3 separate regions of the Mus musculus genome follow, and regions 1 and 2 are each linked to region 3. A link is a contact called in public Micro-C and promoter capture Hi-C data. All regions are on one chromosome and are shown on one strand. The core of a region is the stretch at or near the end of the contact, and the rest is flanking DNA. Distances in the headings are between cores, read along the strand shown. Region 1 overlaps Cnksr3 (Cnksr family member 3). Region 2 holds the start of Cnksr3 (Cnksr family member 3). Region 3 holds the start of Rgs17 (regulator of G-protein signaling 17).

Evidence for each region. Promoter capture Hi-C pulls out the DNA fragments that hold promoters and counts their contacts. Hi-C and Micro-C count contacts between places; a contact is called where the count stands out from the background.
Region 1: a contact with region 3 is called in a promoter capture Hi-C map of the 3T3-L1 cell line, with 4 times the contacts expected there. The contact joins the enhancer-like site here to the promoter of Rgs17 in region 3. A contact is called at or near these places in 4 of 39 promoter capture datasets (the 3T3-L1 cell line, embryonic stem cells, hippocampal neurons and 1 more), 1 of 484 Hi-C or Micro-C datasets (cortical neurons) and 2 of 115 datasets of contacts at active chromatin or transcription factors (astrocytes and embryonic forebrain).
Region 2: a Micro-C map of palatal mesenchyme shows a contact between it and region 3, with 4 times the contacts expected there. The contact joins the promoter of Cnksr3 here to the promoter of Rgs17 in region 3. A contact is called at or near these places in 3 of 39 promoter capture datasets (cranial neural crest, embryonic stem cells and hippocampal neurons), 3 of 484 Hi-C or Micro-C datasets (Sertoli cells, embryonic stem cells and palatal mesenchyme) and 5 of 115 datasets of contacts at active chromatin or transcription factors (astrocytes, embryonic forebrain, large pre-B cells and 2 more).

The regions. Positions count from the first base shown.
Region 1 is chr10:7,120,258-7,124,002 of GRCm38.p6, reverse strand. Cnksr3 (Cnksr family member 3) reads left to right here. Exons shown (of 13, transcript NM_172546.2): 13 at 3,417-3,745. The coding sequence ends at 3,715. Among named protein-coding and RNA genes, the nearest start is that of Cnksr3, 90 kb to the left of the region's middle. Within about 2 kb of position 1,537, at least 25 of the 459 cell types and tissues checked have an H3K27ac peak or open chromatin away from gene starts, as enhancers often do.
Region 2 is chr10:7,210,314-7,213,526 of GRCm38.p6, reverse strand. Cnksr3 (Cnksr family member 3) reads left to right here and starts at 1,290. Exons shown (of 13, transcript NM_172546.2): 1 at 1,290-1,895. The coding sequence starts at 1,844.
Region 3 is chr10:5,920,720-5,924,177 of GRCm38.p6, reverse strand. Rgs17 (regulator of G-protein signaling 17) reads left to right here and starts at 1,778. Exons shown (of 5, transcript NM_019958.4): 1 at 1,778-1,950.

The DNA of each region.
Region 1 (3,745 bases), core at 288-2,787, 1.2 Mb before region 3:
TCTTTCCTTCCTTTCTTTTTTTTTTTTTTCATGATTTTTTTTTTTTACTCTTTTTTTATTAGATATTTTCTTCACTTACATTTCAAATGCTATCCCCAAAGCTCCCTATACCCTCCCCCAACCCTGCTCCCCAACCCACCCACTCCTGCTTCCTGGCCCTGGCATTTCCCTGTACTGGGGCATATGATCTTCACAAGACCAAGGGCCTCTCTTCCCATTGATGGCTGACTAGGTCATCCTCAGCTACATATTTATTTTATGTATGAGTGTTTTATCTGTATGTACACGTGCATGCCAGAAGAGGGCATCAGATTCCAGAATAGATGGTTCTGAGCCACCATGTGGTTGCTGGGTATTGAACTCAGGACCTCTGGAAGAGCAGATAGTGGTCTTAATAGCTGAACCATCTCTCCAATCCCCCTTCCTTCCTTCCTTCCTTCCTTCCTTCCTTCCTTCCTTCCTTCCTTCATTTCTTCCTTCATTTCTTCCTTCCTTCCTTCTTTCCTTCCTTCCTTCCTTCCTTCCTTCCTTCCTTCCTTCCTTCCTTCCTTCCTTCCATTTGAAAAAATTAAATGTAAGATTGAAAAAAAATTACCACATTGAAGTTGGATAAGACAAACCAACAGAAGGAAAAGAGCCCAAGAGAAGGCACGAGGATCAGAGAGCCACTCTTTTGCACACTCAGGAATACCATAAAAACACTAAAGTAGAAGCCATAATATAAACGCAGAGGACCTGGTGCAGGCCCTGAGCTTGCTGCCTCCGTCTGTGTCAATCACATTGGCTTAGAGCACGTTGCTTTCTTGGTGTCCTCCATCCCTCTGGCTCTTACCCTCTTTCTGCCTCCTCTTCTGCAGGGATCCTGATTTCTGAGGGGAGGGATTTTATGCAGACATCCCACTTAGCGCTGAGTGTTCCAGGGTCCTTACTTTCTGTGTAGTCAGTGCCTGGTTGTGGATCTCTATACTTCTTCCCATCTGCACAGGAGGAGGCTTTCCTGATAATGGTTGAACAAGGCAGTGTGCAGAATATCACTAGGAGCCATCTAAGCAATGATAGAAACACATTTTTTTCCATCTTTGGTTTATTATTTTAAGTAGAGTTATGCAAATATAAAGGTAAAGCATTCCGGCTCTCCTATTCTGCTGGGCCATTGTGTTACCTCTTGGTCGTTGAAGGAACCTGAATATATTAGCCACTTCATGTCATATTACTGAAAACTCTTACAGAAACAACTTTAGAGAAATGTTTATTTGGATCACAGTTTCAGGTGTCATGTGAGGAAAGTGTGGCAGAAAGGCTCTGACCTGAGGCAGGAGGAGGCTGAGGTGGAAGCATGCTTACCTGGTGATAGACCAGGAAGCAGAGAGCAGCTGGAACCAGGAGCTGGACTGTACCCTTCCAAAGCTTACCCCAAATGACCTCTTGTCAGCTGGGTCCCGCCTCTTAAAGCTCCCACAGTTCCTCAAAGCAGCAGCAGAAGCTGGGGCACTATTACTAAGAACACAAACCCCTGGGGAACATTGCGCAGTCTTACCACAACATTCCATCCCTGTTTTCCTAAGGCTCGCTTCCACCTTATAATACACAAGGCATCCACGCCAGCCCATCATCTTAGTAGTTTTGGTACTGTTGGGAAGTTCAAAGTATTCTGAGATTCAAGGACAACTCTGTGAGCCTCTATTGAAGTCAAAAGGGAAGTTATGCCCTTTTAGTATTCAATTGCAGCATACACATTCCAGAACAGCACAAGACTAAAACCTAGCCAGGCAAAGCATGTCTAACTCCACATATAACACCTCAGTAGCATAGTAACGTAATACATGCTTCAGAGGGCTTGGCCATCTTGCTCCATACCCCTGCTCTGATTGCAGGCACGTGGCATCTCTTAGAGTGGCTCTGTTTGGTATCTGCAGTCTTCCTTGGCAGATGATCTTCAACTTTCTGGGGTTTCCACTACAACTTAGGTTCCACATTCTTAGCTCCACTTATTCTATTACATTATACACTGGTTAGCCTCATGGCCTTTCCTTTAAAAAACAAAACAAAAAAAACCTGTGGGTAAACCATCATGACCCTTTAATTCATGTGTGCTATGAGCCATATGGATAACAGTGAGTTCCCCTGCAGCTGGAGAAGTATCTTGCTCTGATTGGACCCCAGTTGCAGCCACTTCTGAGTACTAGGAAACTGTTATCCTAGGCAAGCTAACTTAAAATTGTACATGTATGTGTACATGTGCAGATGTGTGTTTCTCTATATGTGTGTGTGTGTGTGTGCAAGTGTGTTCATGTTTGTGGTATCTGTCTGTGGTGTGCACAAGTGTGTATATATGTATGTATGTGTCTGATGTGTGCATGTGTGTGGTGTCTGTGTGTGGTGTGTGAGAGTGCATGCATGCTTGTGTGTGTTTGTGTTTTTTGTTTGTGGTGTGTGAGAGTGTGTGTGCTTGTGTGTGTGATGTTTGTGTGTGAGTGTGTGCTGTATGCATGCTTGTGCATTTGTGTGTGTTGTATGAGTGTGTGTGTGTGTGTGTGTGTGTGTGTGTGTGTAAATACATAGGTGCCAGAATGGTTGTTGAGACTAGAGGGCAACTTCGAGGAGTTGGTTTTTTAATTCCACCACGTGGGTTTCAGGAATTGAACTTGATAGTAAGTGTCCACACACACTGAACCATTTCACAAGCTTATATTTTCTTTTAAAGGACAGTTCTTAAAATGGGTTTTCAGCTTGATACCCCAAAGCCTTTGATGGGGAGGTCAGTGTACCTTGAGAACATCTCAAGGTACTTCATCACCCCAGGGAACAGTGTGTGGCTTCATTTTGTGGATTGTCTAATAACCAGGGAGGCTCTGTCTGTAGCTACAAACAGATGCTCATCTTTTTCAAGTCTTTGTTTTGCCTTATCCCTTGCTATGGGCTACTTAGGTTACACGTTGGTGAAGAATTTGTCTATGTTCTTCCTGTGTCCTGAGGATTAACTCAAAAGGGCGAGCATAACTAACCCAGAAGAGAAAGAAGAGTTAAGACAGTACAGCACTCAAGTTGTGGGGCGGCCCTTGCTCGATGCTTCGATGCTTCGAGCCATGTTTACAGTAAGAGCGAGTGGGTATGGCCTGCAGAGGACCACCCATTGTGAGAAGTGTCTTCTAGTCAGGCCTCACTTCCCAAAGGCTCTCAGCACAGTGCAGCCACTGAGGATACACAGTCAGTACATAAGTTGGCAGTGGAGACGTGTTGGCATTTCTCATCGAACCATCATAACGCTGATGGCAAACCCCTGTGGTTCTCTTTGGAGGGCCAAGCCCTTCATAGGTCTTTGCAGGGCAGAGAGCTGGGTATGCATGTGTTTGGTGGCAGTGTGGTGTTAGATCTGGGGGTTCTTGTCCTGATAGTTTGTCTTTGCTTGAAAACAGGGGAAGATGCCCTCTGCCGGTACTTCAGCAATGAGCGGATCACACCCATCACTGAAGAAAGTGCCTCTCCTATGTACCGGTTCTCTAGACCCCTGACTGAGCGGCACCTGGTCCGAGGTGCGGACTACATCCGAGGGAGCAGGTGCTACATCAACTCCGACCTACACAGCAGTGCCACCATTCCATTCCAGGAGGAAGGTTCCAAGAAGAAATCAGCCTCCTCATCGGCCAAGGCGTCCTCTGGGGAGCCGTCGCTGCTGGTCAGCTGGCTGACTCGCCTCAAGCTGTTGACTCACTGAGGTGGCTGCTCCACCAGCTTCCTGCCTGTC
Region 2 (3,213 bases), core at 41-2,540, 1.3 Mb before region 3:
ATGAATTACTTGCTTGGTCATCTAATCATATAGCTATTTTCGAAACTGTAGGCACAGTTCCCACTGTGCAGAGGTCAAGATGGTTAAGGAAAGACAGATGTCAAAGATCATTTCTTAAAAAGAGGGCAGCTACTCTACCAGGAATTTTCTCATGGCCGGTGTCAAGTTTCTGGGTTGGGTAATTACTCTTGGTTAAAAAAAAAAAATCGCTATTTTTGATAGTTGTACCTCTCCATTGCATAGACGAATTGCTCAGGAAGGCTAAGACAGTGTGTACGCTGTACACCCAAAACACTCACTATACAACAGATAGCTGGGTGCTAGCAGTGATTCTCACGTGTAATAGAGAGCAGCTATCCTAACAGAGGAAATATGAACGCAGTGGTTGGTGCAGGGAAAGCAACTGCGGGTATTTACTGAATCAATAAACACTAGCCACTCCCTTACTTCAGAAGATAAGTAGTTGGAAGGGGAAGATCAGATCCAGCTCAATATACCCCAATAACAAGCAGCTTCCTCCTTGGATAGGGTTAATAGTTGCTCAGGGGAAGATGGAAATCAATAACTATAATTGAAAGAAGACTTCACTAGGGCCAAAAGAGTGTCTGCATGTGTGTGGGAGGGAGGTAAACACCGGTTATAGGGTTTTCCCCAGACCCGCGCTCTGCTTCCAAATTGAGGCTTGTAGTACAGAAAGGGCTTTCCTCTCCCTGTCAGAGGCTGAACTAGGCAAGGTTCTCTCTTTTTTTCTTTTCTTTTTTGGCTCGCTGACAACTTTCGCCTCAGGGTTAATGACTAATCTGAATCGAGCGTTAGGTCATTTTGAAAATATGACTATTACATTATGTCAAAACACAACTCAAAGAGCTGCCATTCTGGTGTTATTAAACCGAAGAGTTGATACACTGTAGCGGCCTTGGAGCAGTGGCACACCGCCATCCATTTGTCCAAAACACACACAACTGGCCTACTTTAGGAAACTTAAAAGGCTGAATAGCTAAGGCGAGATTGCGACTCGAAGCTTTTAAAAACGAGAACAGACACATCTCAAACCAACACACAAAGACAAAAAAACCTGTTTACAGGATTCAGCTGCCACTAAGCTGGGACCTCTTCGGAGCCAAGCGGCTCTCCAGGACTCAGGCTGCAGCTCCAGCCCACCCCTTGAAGAGGAAAAGTAGATCCCTGGCGTCCGGAGCTGGGACGTAGGAGGGAAAGAAACCGGAGTCTACGTCATCGCGGCCCCGCCCCTCTCACGTGTTGCTCCCGCTCCGCCCCGCCCCCTCTCTTATTCCGGCAGCGCCGAGCGGAGCAGAAACTTTGCAACCCGAGCGCGCACGCTCCGCTTTTTTCCTCCGCCCGGGCGGCCCGCGACGGTGGCGCAGGAGGTGGGACCCACTGGCGGGAAGGCTCGAGGCGGGGGCGCACGCGGAGTGGGGACCTCGGGGACGGACACCGCTCGCAGGAGCCGCGGAGGGCCAGCCGACCTAGAAGTTCCCGGCCAGAAGAGTCCCACGCCAGGGCAGCCCCGGCCTGGGGTTTGAGGTTGCAACCTGCTCCCGCTGCTGCGGTGGTTGCGGAGAAGCAGCTGTAGCAGAGAGCGGCGTCGGGGGAACTGCATCTGGACAGCGGTAGCTGCGGGGAGCAGCCGTACGGGACATAGCTGTCCCGTGCGCAGAGACCCAGGGCCGCGCTTCCCTCGCAGAAACCGCAGCGCGATGGCCCGCTGACTGCGGCCATGCAGGCTTGAGCGGACTCCCGGCACACGCAGGGGACAACCACGGGCGCAGGCTGCAGGACTCCTGTCGATTGCCTAGCCCAGCGGACAGCGAAGCTGCTTACCATGGAGCCCGTGACCAAGTGGAGCCCCAAACAAGTGGTGGACTGGACTAGAGGTGAGCGAGCCGTGGAGGACCCCCGCGCCCTACAGCCGGGGAGATGGGGCGGGCCAAGAGTTGGGCACTGGAGTGCTCTGCCCCTCCTGCCGGCGACAAAGCAAACTTCTACTGAGCGGCTTGTGCGTCTCTTTCTGGTGCGCCTGCTCCGATCGGTTTCTTTCGGTGGGGGTGCGCGTTGACTGCAGCCGACTGGACACCTATATTTAAGTCAGGGAGCTATGGGATGGCCTTTCCGTGGAAGATTGGCTGGGAATGTGGGGCTTGGGATTTGGCGCCAGGGCACTCTCTCTGCCAGTTCGGGTACGGTGGACTTGCTGCCTGTAGCCAAGCGCAGAGGCACAAGGCGTCTTTGTGTGGGTGACTGCCCCTGGCCCTGGATCTAGTAAAGGCTGCGGGCCCAGAGCAGTTCGCGGGCGTGACCTGGCAGTTGGGCAGGTAGACGAAGGCTCCTGCGGCCAGCCCAGCCTGTTTGTTTGGGTTGGAGAGGGCGAACGGGCTTTCGCGCCTGCGAGGACCCTAGCGCCAGGACTCCCGCAGAGGCAGGGACTCAGCTCTGGAGGCGCCAGGACCCCCAAGGGCGCAGCGTTTTGAGGCCAGTTAAGCACTGAGAGGGAGCCGAGTGTCTGGACTACAGTCTGGTTCTGTACAGTACTCGGGAAGAGGAAACTCAGTGGGTGCTGGACGGTGTAGCAGGAGTGGAAGGGTCCCTGTTACTTTATCTTGTCTCTCCCGTGATTGCTAGGGATAGTTGCTAGAGTTACTCAGCTCTCTTTGACCTCTTTCAATAGTACAAAGTTTACCGAAATCAACCAGTGGAATCTCAGGGGTCCCACCTCCTCACTTCAACATCTGTTTCAAGTTATCCACCCCTGCTCCCAAACCCCCATTGGTCTTCCAGGTGAAGACTTGGCTAAGCACTCTCTCTCCCTTTGTTTTTGTTCGTCTCAGTAGACGTGAGTAGTCAGTGATGCTGGTGTGTTCAGATTATCTTTCAAGCTGCCCTACCCGTCTGTGACAATGGAAACCCCATCCTGTCATTTCTCAAGCCAGTGTCTTATATAGGTCACTGGAAAGGGGCTGTCCAGGTAGTGAAGAGTCTGGTGTATGTCTGATTATCCCTGGCTTCTGGAGGAAAACACAGAATACTGTCTTAGGAAGTAGGTTTTTTCTATCGGCCAGACTTTTCCAGGACTCTCAAAGTAAAGCCATGGGAAAAAGGATGACTACATAGGCCTGAGTGACTCTGGCTGAGTGAGCAGTAAAACATGGTTAGCAGCAGTAGACTTAAGTTATTTTAAGCCCCTTCCCTTAACTT
Region 3 (3,458 bases), core at 529-3,028:
TAGTTGCAGAGACTAACATTATAGAACATCTGTCTTTTTCAATCCCTGTGTAACTCCCAAAGTAATTGTAGTGAGAGGTGCTGGCTTTAAAAGTGGTTAGATCAAGTGGATGAAGCCTCATACGTGGGTGTAGTGGTCTTCATAAGTGTCACCCCAGAGGCTGTCTTGTGTTCCAGCATGTGAGGAGAAAGCATGTCCATACGTCATAAAATAAACTCCACCCCTCATAAAATATCCAATCTGACTTAATCTGACCTTAGACCTTCCACTCTCCAGTATTGTGACAAGTTAGTTTCTGTTGCCTGTAAGTCACCCACTCTGTGGTATTTGTTAGAGCAGCCATAATGGACTAAGATAAACTTTCATAATCTCCAACAACAAAAATGAATTACCCTTAAATATAGCTGCCAAGGATAACTGAGCAAAGCACCCAGGTGCCATGGTGCTGGTAAATCGCTAGAAATTTTTCCAAATTTCACACTCTGCTTCTGTATTTATTTCTCATTACAGACCAATAGTTTGTAGACAGGCTCCAAGAAAGTGCACTTTCAGGGTATTAGTATCCAAAGCAGTAGATGTAGCTGAATAAAAAAGACCCTGAGTTATATTAATTGAAAGTTGTGGGGCTTTCTCAGGTGGGCTGGAATGCCAACAGTATTTGCACACTGGAGGACCCCTGGCAGGGGAGTGTCATGACATCTACAAACAATCAGTTCTAATTAGCTGTCAGGGAAGAGCCTAGTCGTTCCCGCGGGAACTCTCTCATCTCCACAGATGTGAAATCTAAAGAGAAAGATATCTGCTTTCCTCGCTCCCCCTCAGAAACACTTCAGCCTAACCACAGGAGGCACAATCTAGTACTTGGCATGCAATAAGCATCTAGGCTCCTTCACCACCAAGCTGCGCTCTGCTGGTGAGCAGAAAGATTGACAATTCCTGTGACTGCCAAGTGGTCCAATAAGGACGCTTTAGGCCCCAGGTTTCCAAACCGGGCTAAGAGTTCTTCTTTTTTTTTTAATTAGATATTTCCTTTATTAACATTTCAAATGCTATCCCGAAAGGTCCCTATACCCTCCCCCCCGACCCCCGCCCTGCTCCCCTACCCACTCACTCCCACTTCTTGGCCCTGGCGTTCCCCTGTAGTACTGGGGCATATAAAGTTTGCAAGACCAAGGGCAGGCTAAGAGTTCTTGACCCCTGCTCTGCCTTAGGTTTCTCTCGCTGAAAACCCCAGCTCCAGTGGCCCAGAGGGTACACATATCTAAGACCAGAGAGCGCCTGGAGGGATTCCTGGGTATTTCTGGGTAAGCCATCAATAACGCAGAGTCTAGAACTTACTTAACTTTACCTTCTCTTGAATCCCCCAGGCAAGAGGGTTGAAGCAAGCCCGAGGCTAAGGGAGCCTGAGTGCCTGAGAGGCTTGCAAGCATGGTCCCAGGGACTAGGTGAACATACATGGGCTTTGGGTAAAAGTGAACTGGGGGGTGGGGGAGGAGGTTCCTTCCCACAAAGTGTGTTCTCTCCAAGAAGCACCCCTGACCCCGACCCTCAACGCAGAACCTCCCCCACTGCTGTCGCCAGAGCCGCCTGGGCACAGAGACACTGACACTGTGAGCTCTGTCGCCGGGCGGGCACGCCGGGAAGGGACGCGACAGTGACTCACGCATCCGAGCGCCCGCGGGAGGGGAGGACGCCTCACCTCCGGCTGCGCGGGGCGAGGGGCTGCGCCTGTCTCCCGGACGCATGCGCTGCAAGCTGCTCCGCTCCCTCCCCGCCCACCCCAGCCTCCTCCCTCTCTGCTCTATCCTGGCCTCTCTCCCTCTCTCCGTCGCCGGGTGCTGAAGTTGGGCGGATGGCACGGAGCCTGCTCCGCTAGAGGACGGAGCAGCCCACTCTCGAGCACCCTCGGACCCGGACCCCGGAGCTCTCGCCCACATCTAAGTCTACCCGGTAAGACGCGACCTCTGAATCCCGGAGAGGATAAAAAAAAATAAAAATAATAACATGAAAATGTCTGCTTTGCACTGATGGGTGGGCTTGATTTTTTTTTTCTCTTCTTTTGCTCCCCCACCCCCACGGCGAGGGGGAGGTAGGATAGAGAGGGCGGAGGGGGCGCCCGCTGCCTGTGCCCTGGCTGATAAAGCAGTGGGGCGCGCGGGTCTCGGCGGGCAGCACCGCCCCGCGGCTCCGTGAAGTTGAATCCCGCGTGGTCCGCTTCAGGGCCCGGTCCACTCGCGTCCCCGGGCTCTGTGGAGGGACTGAACCGCTCTCCTGCGGGTCACGGCTTCGGGTGTCCCTGCTTCTGCGGGGAGAAATCTCAGCACCTTCGGGGACCTGGAGGAGGTGAGAGGGTGCTGCGGTGGCGGGTGGGGGAGCGCTCAGGGGTTCGGGGTCCCCAGGCTTTTCATAGCTGTTTGGTTAGTAGAGAATCGATGGTGAAAATAAATCGAGATGGTCTCAGCCGCGGACTGCCTCGATGGTCTCATTTCTCCCTTTATTTTTTGGTGCCTTTAGGGAAAATAAAGATTCAGGTGCAGGTGATGTCTTTACAAATACCTTGAGCAGCTGCTGTGTGTGTGCGCGCGCGCGCGTACGTGTGTGTGTGTGTGTGTGTGTGTGTGTGTGTGTGTGTGTGTGTGTGTGTGTGGTGCAGAGGTGAGAGTCTCTTTTGTTTCTCCCCCACCCCCTTTAGTCCAGAGAAAGCGAGTTCTTGTGTACTCTGCACCTGGTCTGTTTTACAGCAACCAAGGGGGTGAGGACCAGGAACGCCTACCAGCCCCCAGGCGCTGCCCCGCTTGGGTGCATTACAGACTCCCTTGCTGTGAGATCTGGCTCTCCTGATTATGGACGGATCACAGCTTCTAGCTGTCTCCTCGCTAGCCTGCCTCCTTCTCTCTTTTCTCTGGCTGCCGCAGAGGCTGGGTGCAGACACACTTTCCTGTTGTTTCCTCTTCATCCTACCTCTGTGTCTTAATGGAAAATGTCGGAGGACCTGAGGATGGCGGAAGGACAGAGCAGTGAGCAGTGGGTGGGGACCTGCTCCCGGCCAGCAGGAGACTGCTTGCTGTGCGTCTCAGGCAGTCCTTGCAGCTCACTCAGAAAACAGACTGAGCAGGGGTCACCTGGTCTAAAGGATGCTAGCGCAAGACCACCCTGTGTTCTCTTCCTCCACTGAGAGATGAGAATGCTCGCTCACTTGGGAGATCCTGGTCACCCAGGAACCCTGCCCCTGGCTCTGGGCATAGAGTTTCCAACACGCCCCACTCCCTACAGACCCTTCAGTAAATTCATCTTTCTAAGTCTTGTCTGAAGAACTTTGCAAGCTTTTAGCTGTCTCTTTCTGTCTTTTAGGGGGGAGGAGGGTGTTACAGCTGGATTCTGTCCATCATGGGTTGGCTATCACAGATAAAAAGAAACCTCAGTTGATAAACACTTCTGAGACTGGATTCTATCTGCAT